2 separate regions of the Mus musculus genome follow, and region 2 is linked to region 1. The links are chromatin contacts, called in public promoter capture Hi-C maps. All regions are on one chromosome and are shown on one strand. Each heading gives the region's core, a stretch centred on a gene start, on an enhancer-like site or on the middle of the called end of the contact. The rest is flanking DNA. Distances are from core to core; before and after follow the strand shown. Region 1 holds the start of Msx1 (msh homeobox 1). Region 2 holds the start of Gsx2 (GS homeobox 2).

Region 1 (3,476 bases), core at 407-2,906:
ACCTCAGGGGACCCAGTACAGCGGGCGTCCAGCTGGGCCTAAATGAGCTTGAGTCCCAAGCCCTACGCAGTGCCTCCTCACAGCCTCAGAAACGTAAGAAATCCAGACATTTCACAGAAGCGAGTATTCCCGAACCCGCCCCAGGCCTTCCTATTTCTCCAGGCCCTGTGGGCAGATGTGAGGCTCCGATCTCTCTGGCGTCCGCAGCCCAACCCCTCCCTCCAGACCCCGGACGCCGTCTGGGTAATAAAGTAATTCATTTTCCTTAATCTGGTCGCCCCTAATCTACAGCTTTTTATTGCGCCCAGTTAAAAGGCCAGGGAATTCGCTATCCCTCCGTGCTCGGATAATTACCCCTAAATGGCCACGGCAGCCCCTTGTGTTTCCTGGAGATTAGAGCCCGGCAGTCATCAATGCACAGTCCCGGTGAGCCGCCAATCACCTCCTCCACCTCCCCCGGAGCCGCGAGCCTGGGCCCTGGGATAAGAGGCCATATAAAGAAAAGCCCCCCCCCCCCCAACTCCCCAACAGCCTGTTCGAACCCAGTTTACAAGGTCTTCTGTGGTCCCCACTCCAACTTTCCTTCTTTTTGTATCAGTCAAACAAAACAAAACAAAACAAAACAAAACACGTTTCCTTCGAAATCGGGCAAACAAAACTTCTTAAGCCTTGCACCAAAGATATACCTCCAGGAACTGCTTATTTTTCCTACTGGCCCATCAAATGGGCCTCCACTCTGCACCAGCAGACAGACCCACAGTTAGTGAAGTGTGATTGTTTTTGAGGATTCATTGTCTGAGGTCATGTTGAGGCCAGATTGTTGGTGGGTTCTGTTGGTCTTATTTCGGTCTTCACCCAAGGCATCCAGTGGCTTCTTTGGCTAGTAGCAGTTCTCTGGTAGAGGTGTAACTTTCTGGAGAAAAAGTACGTATAGGGAGGGGGTACGTGTTTGCATGAGAACCAAACTCATTTCCCAGATCATGTTACTTGTTCCCGTACCCACAGAACCAACAGGACCTGTACTTTCTTTGATTAACTTTGTCCAGCCCTGGAGACAAAGGCCCATTTTTACTCCGAGGTAAATTTTTGAAGATTGGAAGACATAAGACACTTAGGGCGGCTTTTTTAAAAAAAGAAATTAGTATTATCCCTTGCTACTCTGACAAATAACTATGAACATTCAAAGCAAACACCAAAAGAAAAAAAAAATTGTAAGTGAATTGTGGTCGAGAAAGGGGGCCAGAAGAGGGAAAGGGGACAGAAAGAAATAGCACAGACCATAAGAGAAACTGTGGAAAGAAAGTAGTCTATGGAGAGGAACAGAAGAAGTGGGTAAAGGATGGTGGAGGACGACTGGCAGAAGAGAAGGACTAGTAAAGAAAAGTCCCTCTGGAACTTGGTAGAATCCACATCCAGGAGTGTGGGGGTCCAGCCGGACCGATGCCCACCTGACTTAGCTAGGCGGAAAAGCTCCCCAGGTACCTCCGGCTCTGTCCCGCCTGTGCGGGTCAGGCCCTTCCCCGAGCGCCCCCAGGCCGAGCGCGCCTCGGGGCACGAGCACAGCCCAATGGTTCTCTCCGGACCCGCCCCCTCGCGCTCTGATTGGCCGCTGCCACGCTGGCCTTGCCTTATTAACAAGTTCTCAGGGGAGCGGCGGCGGACCCGGAGCCGGCGAGTGCGCCTGGGAACTCGGCCTGAGCGGCGCAGGGATCCAGGCCCCGCTCGCTCGAGTTGGCCTTCTGGGGAAGCCGCAGGAGGCTCGCGCGCGAGAGCCGGCCGGGCCAGGAACCCAGGAGCTCGCAGAAGCCGGTCAGGAGCTCGCAGAAGCCGGTCGCGCTCCCAGCCTGCCCGAAACCCATGATCCAGGGCTGTCTCGAGCTGCGGCTGGAGGGGGGGTCCGGCTCTGCATGGCCCCGGCTGCTGCTATGACTTCTTTGCCACTCGGTGTCAAAGTGGAGGACTCCGCCTTCGCCAAGCCTGCTGGGGGAGGCGTTGGCCAAGCCCCCGGGGCTGCTGCGGCCACCGCAACCGCCATGGGCACAGATGAGGAGGGGGCCAAGCCCAAAGTGCCCGCTTCACTCCTGCCCTTCAGCGTGGAGGCCCTCATGGCCGATCACAGGAAGCCCGGGGCCAAGGAGAGCGTCCTGGTGGCCTCCGAAGGGGCTCAGGCAGCGGGTGGCTCGGTGCAGCACTTGGGCACCCGGCCCGGGTCTCTGGGCGCCCCGGATGCGCCCTCCTCGCCGCGGCCTCTCGGCCATTTCTCAGTCGGAGGACTCCTCAAGCTGCCAGAAGATGCTCTGGTGAAGGCCGAAAGCCCCGAGAAACTAGATCGGACCCCGTGGATGCAGAGTCCCCGCTTCTCCCCGCCCCCAGCCAGTAAGTAGCCAGCCCTGGATGGAGAGCGAAGGGGCCAAGAGGGGGTGTGGGGCCCGAGGGCGCCAGGCCGCGCGCCGGCGCCGGCTTGTCTCGGGCGTCGGCGTACCTGCAACTGGGTACCTGGAGGCCGTGCAGAGGTTGCGTTGGCGGGAAGACCGCCTTTGAGCCTCTTCCCACTCCCACCCAGGAAGAGAGTTAGAGGCCTAAAGCAGGCAAAGCTTAGTCCGCGCTCCTTGCCTTGGCTCAGTGCCTCCGAGCCTGTCACTTCACTTGTAGCGCGCGGGTGTCTGTGGACCTTCTTATTCTTCCGGTAGTCAGGACACCAGGGGTGCCCTGCTTCTCCACCTGACCCTAAACTCAGTTATTTTGCACCTCAACTTGGATGGGCGCAGCGGCCAGTACATCCTAGCTCTGCGGAGTTTCACTTTCTACTGGTAGACAGCCGTAACCTCGCGCTCCCCATTTAAAGAACCTCTCAAAGGGTTCCGGAGTTCTGCAAAACTCCTGCCCCACCGCGCATCTAATTTTAAGCAGAAACTTGGTGTTTTGGGCGGGTGGATGATTTAGCAAGAGGGGACGATCGCGGACTAGGGGGGATGGTGGTGGTGGTGGAGACAACAAGACAACCAAAAGAGCTCCCTATTAACCACTTTGCTATAGTGTCCGAATGTGTTGGACCAGGCTTTTGAAGCGGACCCAGCAGCCAGCGACGTGTTCCAGGATAGTCCTAGGTCCTTGCGGCCCTTAGGCTTCCTTTCCCCAGCGAACCCGCTCGAAGATATTTCAGGAGCACGGGAAATTCCCAAGTTTTCCTCGTTTCCTCCGATTATTTCGCCCTACATAATAGCGTTGCAAATTCAATGGCGTGATGCTGAGGAACGATTTTTATCTGGGGATTAAACGTCTTTGAAAAGACAGCCCCTCCCTGGGCCTAAAGCTTGAGGAAGGTGGCCCAGAGCCGGGCTGTTGCTGCTGACCAAAGTGACATTTCCCTATGAACCCACCCTTCTTTAGGGCGGCCTGGTGGAAAACGACTCTGGGGCCAACTTCCCGGACTTGCTATGGCCTGAGCTGGGAGAGAAGTGGGGATGCTAACTGGA
Region 2 (3,476 bases), core at 501-3,000, about 37 Mb before region 1:
GAGGGCAGGGTACCGGGAGCAGGTAGCAGAAGGAGCCTCTGCCTTTACAAGGGGGAAATCTCCTTGTCTTCGTTAGCCGAGGCAGGGGACAAGGAGTCCTCGTCCTCGGAGCGCGCATAATGCGCCTGGCTACCCACGCACTTGCAGCTTGTGTGATTGTTCCTCGAAGCGCCTTTCCCCTCCTTCTTGTGCTTCACGCGACGGTTCTGAAACCAGATTTTCACCTGCTTCTCTGACAGGTTTAGGTATGTCGCGATCTCGATTCTCCGGAGTCGGGACAGGTACATATTGGAAGAGAATTCTCGCTCCAGCTCCAGGAGCTGCGTGCTGGTAAACGCTGTCCTCATCCTTTTGCCATTGGGTACCTGGCTGGTATCGGAGCCTCCTGTGGACCCAAAAGAGAGCAGAGAGGTGATGAACCGCAGAAAAAAAAAAGTGACCCCACTCTACTTGACAACCCTTGGAAAGAACGCGGCTCCAGAACCCAGTCTAACCCAACACATCCATGTTTGTCCCTGGTCTGTCTGGGAGTGTAAGAAAGACAGACGTTCATGAGAATTAAGGCCTTTAATGTCCTGGATTTTAAGTTAAAGGACTCCAGTGGAACTTGCACCTACTGCCTTCTCCTTCCCCTTGTCTGTCTTCCATTGGCCTAGCAAAGCTAACCAGCTAGCAGCCTCGGCCAAAGGCACAGACAGCCTTTAACCAACAGGGAAGCTAAGATGCCACACTGAGGTCCAAACGCATCCACCCCAAATCTCAGTCAGTTTAACCTCCTATTTCTCTGAAGTCTTGATCCAGGTCTCCAAAGCCCAGATAACAGGCGACACTTGTGCACCTGTAGAGCTAAGGGCACAAGGCCTCGCCAAGAAGTTGACTCCTTAACTTCCACCTCCGTGGAATTTCTAGGGGAAGATCTCAACAGTTCCACAGAAGATCCCACCTTACTCCCACCTCCTTCCCTGGTGGCGCAAAGTTTGTTTCCCCGGAGGCACGCAGGTACCCCGCCCTACCCATGGAGAGGCAGTGGAATCTCCGTGGGTCCGACATGTTGTAGGTAGTGGCGGCGCAGACAGGTGCGTGGTGCTGCGGGTGTCCCAGAGCCGCCGCTGCCGCAGCTGCCGCCGCCGCCGCCGCGGCCGCCGCTGCAGCCGAGCCGGGCTGCTGGGGCTGGTGATGGTGATGATGATGCTGTGGTGGGTGGTGGTGATGGTGTGCGTGGCTCACCCGTGGGCAAAACTGCGCGTCCCCAGGAGCGGGAGAGAACTGGCTTTTGAGCAAAGGTAGAGCGCCGGTGCCTCCAGCCACCCCGCCGCCCGCCACTGCAGCCCCCGCGGTCCCCGTAGCTCCGCCACCAGCTCCTGCGGGCGGGCGAGAGGAGTGCAGGTGCGAGGTGACGCAAAGCGGGCACACGCAGAAAGCGCCGCTTTTGCGGGACGGACAGCCAGGCCCGGACACTGACATCACCAACGGGGACGGCATGCCCAGCGGGATGAAGAAATCCGGCCCTGGGTGCGATTCCGGCAGCGAGGGTGCGGGCCGTGAGGAGTCCTTGATGATGAGTGAGTCCACGTAGAAGGAGCGCGACATGTCGATGGATGGCTTGTCCTGCGGGCTGCTGAGTCCCCTTCTCTCCTTCTGCTATCTGAGCACTGTCCGGAAAGCTGGGCGCACGCGGGCGGTCAAGTCCTTGGGGATGCTGAGGTGTCTGGGACTCGAACAAAGGGGTCCCTGGAGAGGGTTGGTCCTCACGTCCCCCGCCCGGAGCCCCGGCTCCAGGATTTTATAGCCCCCACCGCGGCACGTGATGCTGCGGAGTACCGCTCAGCTCAGACTCCTCGGCAGCTCCCCACCCTCGGGATAGGCTGCCCGAGTCACAACAGAAGCGGAGGGGTGGGGGTGGGGGGAGGCAGGGAAGAACGAGGGGGAGAGGGAGACTTCGCTAAGTGTAGGGTCTGTTAATTTTGCTAGGGATCGACCTCCTCTCCCTCCATCACTCTCAGCGGAAAATCTCAGCGATCCAGTTTCTGCCTACCTTCCTCCCTCGCTTGGGCCTCTGTCCAACGCTTCACAGTGACACACTGCAGAGAGCACCAGGTGGGGACCTCCAAGCCATTTAAACTGAGATAACCAATGCATTTAAGCTCCTAGGAGCCAACCCTAGCTGCGCAGTAAAGCTTGAGACTTCTGCTCTGGACCAGCGTATGTGGCCTTGTAGTGGAGGTCGGCCGGTCTAACGCTCACCACATTCATATCTGCCCTTGCTCCCCAGCTTTTCGATTTGGCCAAGGTCTGGCGGGTAACAACCCAGCTTAGAAACCAAGCACTCCAGGCTACATCAATTCTCAAATGTCCTTGTATTCTCTTGAGGTCACTCAGACCACTAATCCTTCCTTGTGCATCTTTCTAACCAGCAGCTCTGCCTTCTGCAAAGAGTCAATCCTTTCTTATTTCAAGCAGTTACATAGTTTCCAAGCCCAACCTCCGCTAAACTTCACCAGGAACATTTTGCAGAGACTGGGGTAGCAGCTGGAGGAGGCCCTTGCGGTCCCTTGGTCTAAGTGATCTCCTGCTAACACCACCCCACCCTTCTCAATAGATGCTTATTGCATCCTTGCTTATTCCGCCATTCAGCTAGTGGTGGAATCCTGCCTGTACCTAAGGAGCAGTTTAGTAGCAGACCTCCATTTGGTGGCTCAGAAAGACTTGTGCACCTACCTGCTAGGTGGCTGCCATCTAGATGTCTTTGGGAGAAAGTCAAGGCCACAGAGGTGACAGCAATTTCTCCCCTGTCCTTTTACCAAAATGGCTAACTTCAAGTGTGAGTTTACAACAGTGACAGTTAACTTGAAGATCAAGGGCAGGGAACAGCAGTTGGAGGCTCAGGGTTCTGTGTCTGTCCTGTCTTTCTTTCCCCTTTCCATCTCTGTGACCACCCCTCTCTTGCCTGCTGGAAGTGTATAATTGGGTTGTAGGGATGCCCCACTCTAGGGAGCCCAGGATTTATGGATGGCAATTAAAGTTTTATGAATTGCAGCTGAGGCTGGTTATTGAGCTATTTGAATGTGATTAGAATTCAATTAGAAAGTGGTTAGTGGACGGTGGGTCTCCTGAGTGTAAACAGACAGCTATTCCAGAAATGTGCTAATCCAACATCTTGTGACAACAATTAAGGAGTCTCGGGGCTGAGCACGGGGTCCCCGCTCACTTGTAACTACTTCTGCACTGCAAGGTTTGCCTTAGACAGCCTCCAAAGCTCCTCCTTTTCATCCAGCCCACATAGTCCAGCCCAGCTCCGACCAACCTACTCTCTCCTTCCACTGGAGAGGAGCAAGCAGCTTCTGCATTCTTTACAAGTCTTTTCTAACACTGTGAAAGGATACTGGAGCTCAAAAACGGAGATAGCCTTGTGGTAGATTATTATTTATGTTGAAAGATTTACTTAAGTGAGGAGGGTTGTGCTTGTTTGTATGCAA

What was found. Promoter capture Hi-C pulls out the DNA fragments that hold promoters and counts their contacts.
Region 2: a contact with region 1 is called in a promoter capture Hi-C map of embryonic stem cells. The contact joins the promoter of Gsx2 here to the promoter of Msx1 in region 1. A contact is called at or near these places in 3 of 39 promoter capture datasets (cranial neural crest and embryonic stem cells).

The regions. Positions count from the first base shown.
Region 1 is chr5:37,822,765-37,826,240 of GRCm38.p6, reverse strand. Msx1 (msh homeobox 1) reads left to right here and starts at 1,656. Exons shown (of 2, transcript NM_010835.2): 1 at 1,656-2,376. The coding sequence starts at 1,908. Gm33993 (a long non-coding RNA gene) reads right to left here and starts at 486. Exons shown (of 6, transcript XR_868362.1): 1 at 355-486. RefSeq lists an enhancer at 1-572.
Region 2 is chr5:75,073,875-75,077,350 of GRCm38.p6, reverse strand. It overlaps Gsx2 (GS homeobox 2), which reads right to left and starts at 1,750. Exons shown (of 2, transcript NM_133256.2): 1 at 1,014-1,750; 2 at 1-385. The coding sequence starts at 1,590. The coding sequence ends at 45.